Linked DNA regions of Oryctolagus cuniculus: region 2 is linked to region 1. The links are chromatin contacts, called in public Micro-C maps. All regions are on one chromosome and are shown on one strand. Each heading gives the region's core, a stretch centred on a gene start, on an enhancer-like site or on the middle of the called end of the contact. The rest is flanking DNA. Distances are from core to core; before and after follow the strand shown. Region 1 holds the start of AGBL3 (AGBL carboxypeptidase 3). Region 2 holds the start of CYREN (cell cycle regulator of NHEJ).

Evidence for each region. A called contact is a pair of places that touch in the nucleus more often than the background predicts.
Region 2: a Micro-C map of ear pinna shows a contact between it and region 1, with 4 times the contacts expected there. The contact joins the promoter of CYREN here to the promoter of AGBL3 in region 1. A contact is called at or near these places in 3 of 6 Hi-C or Micro-C datasets (ear pinna, skin fibroblasts and an unstated tissue).

What each region holds. Positions count from the first base shown.
Region 1 is chr3:170,861,516-170,867,025 of mOryCun1.1, reverse strand. It overlaps AGBL3 (AGBL carboxypeptidase 3), which reads right to left and starts at 4,063. Exons shown (of 19, transcript XM_008258136.4): 1 at 3,949-4,063; 2 at 2,817-2,918; 3 at 1,549-1,609. The coding sequence starts at 2,876.
Region 2 is chr3:170,993,457-170,998,944 of mOryCun1.1, reverse strand. It overlaps CYREN (cell cycle regulator of NHEJ), which reads left to right and starts at 2,740. Exons shown (of 4, transcript XM_051848972.2): 1 at 2,740-2,868; 2 at 4,965-5,232. The coding sequence starts at 5,102. It overlaps WDR91 (WD repeat domain 91), which reads left to right. Exons shown (of 15, transcript XM_070071332.1): 15 at 1-66.

The DNA of each region.
Region 1 (5,510 bases), core at 2,814-5,313:
GTGCAGACGCGAAGGGCGTGGAGACCGCGGAGCGCGCGAAGCCAAGCCGCGCAAAGCCGAGCTGCGCAGATGAGAGAGGCGCGGGCTGAAGCGGCTCAGCCGGGAAGCCGCCGAGAAGTAGCCTCGGGGCGGGCGGCGGGCAGCGGGAAGCTGCGGGGATAAGAGAAACAGAAGTTTAGAAGTAAGATGAGAGAAATAGGAATGCTGGAAGATGGAAGTAAAATGGGAGAAGTAGGAATGCCCGGAGATAGAGAAATAGAGAAATAGAAAGGCCTCCCCTCAACATGGCAATTAGAAGGCTTGGATTCGGTCTGCCTGATTAAGGCGGTAAGCGCCAGCAAGCGGCTCGACCAGAGTGTGAGCCGCAGGTCACCGAACACAGGCACGCATCAGCGCCTAAAAACCTCCTCACAACATGGCGAAGAGAGGACCCGGATTCGGTTTTCCTGATTGATAGGACTTGTAAGAACCTGTGGCAACTCTAGCAAGCAGAGCAGAGTGTGTGCCACGGGGCACCGAAGACAGGCGCGTATCAACACCAAAAATAAAAAGAAAGGGGGATCTGTGGGGAGCAATCCGGACTGGACTAAGTTACTGGAATTAAGACTTGTTCTGTGCATCTGCTCTCCCACAATATGGCGCTGGGAGAGGAGGAAACAGCTTCCACACAGCTGCCTCCAGTTCAACCAATAAGCAGCAGGACCTGCTCCTGATTGGAGGAGAGCAGCGTATTTGGTGTGTGGGTAGCAGAGCTGGGATTGGTGGAAGAGGACTATAAAGGAGGAGAGAGACAACATGCACCAGGAACATCTATCCGAATAACACCTGAGCAGCCCCCGAGAGAGCTGGCCGGTGGTGTGCCGCTCCCCCGTGGAAGTGGGGAAAGTGGCTAGGGGGAACCGCCCTTCCACGGAGGTGGAAGGGTCGGTAGCCAACCCGGGGAAGAACCAGCAGCAAACCCGGGGAGGGCCGAGCAGACAAAAGAACAGCGCAGGGTCCTGTGTCGTTCCTCCACGAAGAGGGGGAGCGACAATAGCCCTTGTCCCTTCTACTAAGGAACACTCTTTCATTCAGTTTTGCTTTAGTTTGTTGAGTTTTCTTTCTCTTCTTCTTTCTTTATGTAGAGTAGGGTTAACTATATGATCACTAAGTATGCTGATAATAGATCACTGTAAATTAGGAATGGGAATCTGAGGTGGGGGGAGGAGTTGGAATATGGGCAGAAGGGAGAGGAAATCCCACTATATTCCTAAATCTATATGAAATATATAAAACTTGTATAACTTAGATAAATTTTTGTTTAAAACCAAAAAAAATCACTATATATTCTCACTTATTTTCTAATATAAATCAGGTTTACCTAAAACCTGCAAAGTCTGAACCCCTGAAGGATTCTAATAAAAGTGGATACAACATTTGCTCTTCCTACCCACCAGAATAATTATTCTTTTATTACTCAACTTGACAATCTTTTTCAGTTTCCTTACATTTTAATCCACTTAAGATCTTACGATAAAAACGAAGGAAAATACATGGATAGGTTCAAACCTGCTAAAAGAGCACACTGATGAATATCTTCATTTAGAAATTTCATGAAAGGATCTTCATCCTAAAACAAAAGAATTTTCAAATATTTCTTTTAAAAATCAAATTTCCAAATCCTTCCTAAATTTCTTATACTTATCATACTACTTGGGACTGGGTATATGGCTTTAACCTTTAATAAATGAGAAAACTACAGGATTATTATGGGCTACTGATCAAAGTATCCCAACATCTGAACTATCCTGAGACCGACGTCAAGTCCTCATCTTTCATCCCTCCTCTCCACCTGGAAATGGTCATGATGGTGACTGCAGGGAGGCAATAGAGTGAAGATTCTTGACACACTTGCGAAAACAATTGACATTAGAAAAAAAAAACAAAGTCATCAACTTAAAGGGTTACATATCATTTGGGAGGGCTTAGTTAGGAACCTTAATTTACATACATGATCATTTTTATTTTAACAATGATGTACTACTATCAGACAAAATATTTTTAAATAATACATTCCCCCTCCTTTCTTCTTCTACATCACTCCTTTGTGACATCAGAGCCACATTAACAGCATCGTGAACAAGGTAGTTTTCAAACAGGTCCTACTATGATACATACTGTGGTGTAACACAATAGAACTAGAACACATAAGAAAATAAGTGGACATGAAATAAAATAAACAACCTTAATAACAACTTAAGTCACATTTTTTTAAAAATCCAGGAGAATCTTGCCCAAAATATTTTCTCAAGAAAACAGTCATGGATGCTGGTTCAAGTTCTGGCTGCTCCACTTCTGATCCAGCTCTGCTATGGTCTGGGAAAGCAGCAAAAGATGGCGCAAGTCCTTGTCCCCTGCACCCAAGTGGGAGACCCGGACTAAGATCCTGGCTCCTGGCTTAAGATAGTCCCAGCTCTGGCTGTTGAGGCCAATTGGGAAGTGAACCAGCAGATGGAAGATCAATCGATATCGATCTCTCTCTCTCTCTCTGCCTCTGTCTCGCTGTAAATCTTTCAAATAAATAAATAAATAAATCTTTAAAAACAAAGCAAAAGAAACTCAGTCATTTAGTTTATCTTTCCTATAGTACATTAAGTACATAGTACTAAGAGCTTAGCTTTTTCAAATTATTTCCAAACTTCAATGACAATGATTTAAACATCAAACTGATTTTAATTGGGAATTTATATCACACAAATAACTATACAGTAAATAAATAATTTATAACACAAAAAATTATTTATCTTAAAATAAGTGAAACATTGAAGGAGACATACTGATTCGTCTTCATCGCTGTTTGTTCTGTCCGAGTAGTCTTTTTCTGAACCTTCTGACATCTCTTTCCGTGTTTGCCTTGAAATTCCTATTATGTGGGTAGGCTGTAAAACAGTGTCTAAGCAACTTGTCTGACAACGTTTAAGCTGCCGGTGTTGGTCATGAGAACTCAAATAGATATTCAATCGCATTTAATCAACAGTGACAGCCACCTGCCTTAAAAATTAAACACCGTGCAGCTAATCAAGCCCTACACCTCCTAGAAGAAAGCTTCCATTACTGGAAAGAGACAACCATCACGAGGCTGACCAAGCCAACAATTTAATTGCAAAAGTTCCCAGAGCACACAGCGGATCATTGACATTCGGTATTTACAATGCAATACTGCACCGAGATAGCGAATTCACTACGGACCAAAGAGAAATCGCTCAGGCACTAACGCAGCGCTAAGATTCTGGGCTCCTCAACTGTCAGCTGCCCCAGAATTCCTGTCTACAGCCTGTCACAGGCTGCTCCAGCAGTCAACTTACGGTGTGTAATTCGTACCGAACGCAACAGCTGCCCCGCAGGGCGGATTGGGCGAGGACCGGCACGCCCCCACGCAGGTGTCTTCCACCCGGCTGCCTCCAAGACAATGCAGCCACCCGAATTCCGTGTCAAGGTTCTAGATTCCCGAGGATCGAAGGCACGCACCCACCCAACCCCACTCGTTTACGCCCCTCCCCACAAAAGCCGTGTTTTAGAGCGTGGTCTACACCGACCACAAGATTCCAAGCCCCGGCGGGCGCCCAGAGCTACAAACGCATCATCGGGGAGGGGAAACACGGCCTCACGGGCGGGACCCTGAGTGTGACCCGACTCCAGTCTCCGTCTGGGGACCCCAACTCGTCGGCAGCACTGCACTGGCACACGTCTACACCCGCGGCACCTCCAGGCGCCGACTCGGACACGCCAGCGGGCGCCCCGCCGGGGTCTGGGGCGTCGGAAGCCCAAGAGGCAACAGCAGGCGCTGGTGGGAGGCACGGAGAAGTCGAGGGGCTCGGCCGCGTTCGCCGCACCCTCGCTGGTGCCGCCGCGCACCCCGGAAGCCGCGGCAGCGCCTGCGAGCGCCCCTTCCTCTCCCGGACGCGTCACCTGCCGGCCGCGGCCGCCCCCCACTGCCGCCCCCAGTCCTCCAGCCAAGTTCTTCTTTCCGTGCGAGGAAGCGTGGGTGCCCACGAGCTCGTCAGTGTCCAGCCACAAGAAGAAAGGCCACTCCAGCAAGCGTGGTAGCCCCGACCCTGTCCTTGTTACCAGGCCGCTCGTTTCCAGGGCAACGGGCCTATCCTCGCGAGACTTTGGGCAGTCTCACGCGCCCGGCGCAGCGGCACTGAGCCTGCGCGCAGCCCTGGCCCGAGGAAGGGGAAACCCCGGGGGATGACGGGAACTAGGGGCAGAGCGGCTGAGCCAGCGCAGAGGGTTTGGCCGGGGGTTGGGGAGCTGGGGTCCGGCGGGAAGGTTTAGGAGTGGGGAGGCGAGCAGCGGGTTTTCCCCGGGCCCTTTCTCAGAGGCGGCAGTGGAGCATACTGGGTAAGACCTGTGCTTTGCAGACCACCTGGCGTTAACAGCGTGCCCTTGGCCAACTTCACTTTTTTTGTCCCGTTTGTATTAGATGTTATTTCTGTACATCACATCCTGATTCCCCCCATCTATAAGTTTGGTGTTCAATTTGGTATATTTGGAACAGTTTTCCAGGTGTAGCAGGAAAAAAACTGTGTACCTATAATATATAAATATATAATATAAATATATGCCCACACGAGGCATATGTGCCATCTGATTTGTGATGTTGTAGAGACAGTATATCAAGTTTGAAAGTAGAATACGGGGCAACGCACTATGACTTAAGCACCGAAATGGGTTAATATCGAGATTTTATCAAGTTTTGAAAATACCAGGTTTTGTTGAAATAGCAGTTTGGAAACTTGGACCTTCCAGTCAGACCTTGACTTGAGAAAATAGAGCATACGTTGGACCAGCGTCTCTTGAAGAACAGTACTTAGAATTGATAGCTGTAGCTTGCTTCATGCCATACATACACACTAAAGGTGACACGCAGAGAATCTCAATATACAGGACCTGTTTTTCGGTTGCATTTTCATCGTGGTTGCACACCATAGGATGTCTGTCAGATGCTCCAAGTGAAGCCTGAGAAAGGAACTGACCAGAGATGTCGGAGCTGGGACCAAGTCTCGTGAATTTACTCCAAATACTTACATATGTCAAGTAATATCCCTTGATCATGTGTCGAGTAATCCTTACAGAGAAAAGTTATCTTAGTGCACCACAGAAATATTTAGAATTTCAACCAAATGTTGAAAGTCATATTCATTCATTATTTCAGTAATTTGGCAAATATTTATTGAGTGCCTACCACTTGTCAAAGACTCTTCTCGGTGTAAGGTATACATATATATATGTGTGTGTGTGTGTGTGTGTGTGTGTGTATTGCAGGGAACAAAGTAGGCATTTTTAATGGAGGTTATGTTCTAGAAGGAAAAAACAGACAAACCAATAATAAAAGTCACTCAGATGATAACTGCTGTGGAGATGAGTAGAGCAGGAACAATGAAGGGCATTGAGTATTGGGGGCAGATGGGTCTTGGTAGGGCTGCTCTTTCAGATGGGGTGGCCAGGGAAGGCATTTGAGCCAAGGG
Region 2 (5,488 bases), core at 1,491-3,990, 130 kb before region 1:
CCCAGGAGAGACGGACAGTATTTTGTATATATTTGCTCACTTTTTAAAAAAAAAATTCTGTGGTCACCTGGTGTGTCTCTCTAGGACATGTGTGTCCCGTCACTCTGGTGGTGGTCGGCACTGGGCTGCCTGGCCCCGCAGCCCCACGGGGGACTGCGCCTGCCTCTCTGGCCACGGCCGAGCCTCGTGGGCATCGGGTCTGCCTGTTGCTCTGCTGTGGGTGTGGGATGTGGGCTCCCTTTCTTTCCACCGGGTGACACAGTTTTGCGGTTGTCGCTTCTCTGGGCACTCGGGTCAAGGCCAGTGTGTCCTCTTGAGCTGGCAGCGTTGGCTACAGAAGCCTCTCTGGGAGAGGCAGGGCGGAGGGCTGTGCTGCTGGCTGCCCCTCGCCATCTACCTGGCTGCTTTTCCCAGTATCACTTGGGGTTGACCAGCCCCAGCTGCCTGCGCCCTCTGCTGGTGGGTAGTGAGAGGGTCTGAGCAAGCTGCCAAGTGGCTGGGCAGACAGGGGCTCAGGCTGGCACAACTCCGGCTGAATGCACACCTCTGCCCAGGCCTACCCTCTCCACCCAGGGTCTTGAAGAGGCCAATCCTTCCGTTAGGTCGGCAGTAGCAAGAGATCCACCCTTCTCCCTACAGCTGGGACAGGGGGCCTGGGAGGAGCCAGAGTGGCCATGGTGGGTGTGGGCTTCGGGCTCCGTGGTCACCGAGCTCCGGAAGGCTGCCATTGCAAGCTTCTTGAAGAGGCTTTTCGGAGCGTCTGGGCTCCAGCCCAGTTCTGGTCACGCGCAGCTGGAGTGGGGCACCTGCTGGTTGTCGGTTTGGGGAAGAGCACACAGAAATCTACACTAAAGCTCCTCTGGGAGTTGGTGAAGACAGGAGGCAGCATGGACGTGGCCTGTGGGTGGTCAACGTGAGGCTTCATGGTAAGCAGTCACCCAGCCGTTTCTGCACAGCTCTACCCCGGTAAAGCCCTCCAATGATGCAAGGCAAGGCTTCTTCCTCCATCATTTTCCCTACGTGTTGTACACGAACGGCACCCTTACTTATCTCACGGAGTGATTTCCTAGGGCATTAAAAGTACGCCTGGGTTGTTTTTATTTGAAAGGCAGAGTTACACAGCAAGAGAGGAGAGACGGCGGATCCTCCATCTGCTGGTTCACTCCCCAAATAGCCACAACAGCCAGGACTGGGCCTGGCTGAAGCCGGGAGCCAGGAGCTTCCTCCTGGTCTGCCATGTGGGTGCAGAGGCCCAAGCACTTGGGCCATCCTCCACTGCTTCCCCAGGCCCTTAGCAGGGAGCTGGATGGGAAGCAGGGCGGCTGGGACTCGAACCAGCAGGCATATGGGGTGCTGGCATTGCAGGCAGTGGCTTAACCCGCTAAGCCACGGCGCTGGCCCCGTCACGTCAAATCTTACACTTCTGTCTCCTTCAGAACACCTGCTGTGCACCCACTCAAGACCCCCAGCGAGGCTCCTCCATTCATTCTCCTGAGGAAGGCAGCGCAGAAGAAAGCCATCAAGCCGGGACATTCCTCAGCCCCCTGAGCCTGCGCACCTGTCCAGGTGTGGACCTTCCACTCTGGCCCGGGCTCTGCTGGGAGCCTCACAGGCGCCCTTCCCTTCCCTCCACCCCCTCCCCGTGACCTGCCCTGTGGCACGGCCCGCAGCTGCTTCAGGAAGTACCTGTCCCTGGTGGGATGACCCAGTGGATCTAGGAAAAATGGTCATGACCGTGTGCAGTAAGTCTTGTGGCTTTCATCAACAAAACAGGGGCTTCAGGCTGTGGACCCCAAGCCACGTAAATCACATGGCTCCACTTCCTTCCCCCTGCCTCGTGTCTGCTTGTGGACAAGGCTGGTTGTGGGGACGCCCAGGCTTCCTGCTCACAAGCCTGGTCGGCCGTGGGGGTGCAGCTGTGCTAACGGCAAGTGTCCACGCCCCTCCACCCCAGCCCGGTAGACTAGCTCACAGCTTGTAGGATCCAGGGCTACGTCCCTGACCTACACCTGCCTGGTGCGGAGAAGGAGCAGGTTCCTCCCCAGTTGTGCCTGCGTCCTGGACAGGCGGACTTGACCCAGTGGAAGCCTAGCCGACCCCCTACCCGGGCTGGCTGGTTTATCTCACGAAGTCTTGATGTATTTCAGCTTCCCTAGGATCGCGTATGCTGTTCGGGAAGAGCAGAGACCACGGTTTAGAGAAACGAAAGGCTCCGCTCCGGAAGAGGGCGCCGCGGGCCGTGCAGCGCGAGGGGTCTCCAAGCTCTGGGCACCTCTGCCTGTGGCCCGATCTCCTGGGGGCAGGTGGTATCGGATCTCATCATCCCAGTCCCTTAAAAGGTAGAAGGGGGAGGGCTCTGTGCGAGAGCCCCCGCCGCCCACTTGCCCTCCAGCTCCCTACTAATGCTCGGAGAAGGGCAAGTGCCATGGCCCAAGAGCCTGGGTCCCTGCCACCCACGTGGGAAACCAACACGGGGTTCTGGTTTCGGCCTGGTCCAGCCGCAACCATTGCAGTGATTTGGGGAGTCAACCGGTGGATGGGAAATTCCCCCACGCCCCACCCCCACACTCAGGCTTTCAATCTGTAAGGGCGGGGGTGGGGAAGCACTCAGGACTTGAAGGTTGGACACGCCCACTCTAAGATAAGCAGAGACTGTCTCCTCCTCCCTGTGGCCCGCCAGGGAGTCCCCGGGGGCTGTTGAAAACAGATCCCCCCTGGCCTTCCCCTAGCTTCTGATTCGAGGACCCGGGAAGTGGCACTTCCTAAAGCCGACGCGTTTGGGCGGGGGAGGCGGCGGGGCCCCGCCTCCCTGGCTTCCGCGGAGGCGGGGATCGCGCCGGAAGGAGCAAGGCCGGGCGGCGGGTGCAGGTGGGCGCCGGAGTCCTGGCAGGGCGCAGATTCCCCCTCCCCCCTCCCCAGATCCCACATCAACCGCCTGGAGTCTGCCGGCCCCCGGGCCCCGGAAGCCCAGCAGGGGCCTGAGACTGGGAGGGGGGCGGCGGGCTGGCGGCTGCAGCACTGGGGCATCGGCGCGCCCGCGGGCTGTGGGTCGGAAGTGGGGCGCTGGCCCTTCCCGCGTCCGCTGGGCCCGCGAGGCTCACGTGGGCCGTGCAGTAGGCGAGTTCCCCTCGCGCACGTCAGCCCACCTCTGGGGGCGCGCGTGGCGCGTGTGATGGTTGCGCTGCTCGCTTTGTGGGGGTGGCGGCTGGCAGGGTGCGCGCGCACGGGGCGTGCGGTGGATGGAGCTGACTGCGGTCCTAGGGCTTTTCTGTGACCTTGGGTGCAGCCTGACGGCCTCGCGGTCCCTGGGCTGTGAGGCGGACTTGATGACGTACAGCGCAGGCTTGGATACGTTTCCGTAGGCGGGGGCCCCGGCTCGGTGCGCTTGCAGGGATGGCTTGTGGTGGTCTGCACGCCGACAGAAATGTGGCACAGAGGGCTGTCCTCTGGCCGGCTGAGCATTTTCGGCCACCCGGGGAGGAACCTCTTCCAGGTGCACCCCCACCCCTTCAGTGAGGCCTTTGCCGCGGCTTCTGAGTTGATTCCTGCGTGGAAGGTAGACCCCCTAGGCCCTCTGAGTAACGGTCCCTTCCCCCCAGGATTGAGGGCCTGGAGTGGAATCTGCAAGGGGAGGGGCACAAGGCCAAGTTAGGGCTGAGGCTGGGGGTGCCTGTGCTGGGAGCCAGGCAGAGTTCACTTCCCGACCCTGGCAGTTCGTGTTAGGAAAAGAGTTGCAGATCGGGCCGGCGCCGCGGCTCACTAGGCTAATCCTCCGCCTTGCGGCGCCGGCACACCGGGTTCTAGTCCCAGTCGGGGCGCTGGATTCTGTCCCGGTTGCCCCTCTTCCAGGCCAGCTCTCTGCTGTTGCCCGGGAAGGCAGTGGAAGATGGCCCAAGTGCTTGGGCCCTGCACCCCATGGAAGACCAGGAGAAGCACCTGGCTCCTGCCTTCGGATCAGCGCGGTGCGCCGGCCACAGCGGCCATTGGAGGGTGAACCAATGGCAAAGGAAGACCTTTCTCTCTCTGTCTCTCTCGCTCTCGCTGTCCACTCTGTCAAAAAAAAAAAAAAAAAAGTTGCACATCGGTGCCTCCTCACACGGGGCACCAAATGTTAGGAGGCATGGAATAGAGGAGGCAGTGTACGAAAATACAGCCAGACCAAATTTATCCAGAGAAAAGAAATCCGTAGAGGTGGGGGACCAGCTGCCCGCATGCACCTTGATGGAACACATGGCTGGAGGCCCTGGCACCCAGGGTCCGGGCACTTTTGTATTTGGGGGGGGGGGCAGCAGACTGCGGGAATTCCCAAAACTGGTCTTTAAGTGTTCCAAGCAACCTTTCAGGTGGCTGTGGGGGGTGGGGTATCAAGGCCATAGGATGAGAGACCCAATTGCGATTCAAGGTCAAGGCAAACATTCCACCGTGTATCTCCTTGGGGCAATGAAGGAGAAGGGCGGAGGCTTCTTTGTTGCATCAGTTGGGAGCTTGACCAAGCAAAAGCATCTTCAGGTTCAGGGAGGGGGTGGCGGCCATGGAAACCTTGCTGTGAACCGAGATGGCCCCAGGTTTCTGGTAATGTGGCACCAAGGGGGAAGTGAGGTCTGGAATTGGGGGCAGGGGGCAGGTGAGGGGCTGGCACCTGGGCGGCCAGTCCTGTTTGCAGTGGGGAGCGTAGGGTCACTTCGAGGACCCTGCTGTTTCTCGTGGGAGGACACTCAGCCCTCTACTTCATGGCATGGATCCAGGCAGAGCCTCAAGGCGTAGGGCCTCAGGCACCGGGTGGGGGGGTGCAGGGCAGGCTGCTCTGTCCCTGCACCTGTTGTCTGCCCTGGCCTTGCCTGGCTCCTGGGAGTGGGCCCACTGGGGTCTGGGGCCTGCCCTGCGCTGACCAGTAGTCGTGACTGATGACAGGAAGCGTGCTGTCCAGGTCACTGGGGGTCACCAGACTTTGTCCTTCTCTTTAGACAGTCAAGACCAAGTTCCAATCAGGACAAGTAGCCCTGCCTTTGCTGGGATGCCAAGGGAGTGGGACGTGCTGTCAGCAATGAGAAACGCCCGCCCTTAAGCTTGGGTCCTTGCTCGTCTTCGCCAGAAACCAGAGATGGAGGACTTGGCATCTGGGACCAAGAAGAGGGTCCTTCCGTCCTGGATGACAGCCCAGGCGGTGGAGAAGAGAAAAGCGCCCGTGCACACCCCCAAGAGGAGGAGAATGGCCGCAGTGGCCATGGCCAGGTCAGGACATGCCTGGGAAAATCGGGGGGGGGGTGTGGCTCCCAGGAGCCCCGCTGGGTCTCCCCACGTCGGCAAAGCAGGGAGGTGCTCGGGTGTCCCCCTCTGCCAGTCCAGTGAGCCCCTAAGCTGTGCCGAGACGGGGTGAGGGCGGCTCAGGGAGTGGTCTGGGTCTGTGCTGGGCTTTTCTCTGCTGTCGGCCTGCAGGTTTGGGCACACAGCTAGTGGGGTCATGGGCATTCTCTCTTGGACGCCAGGT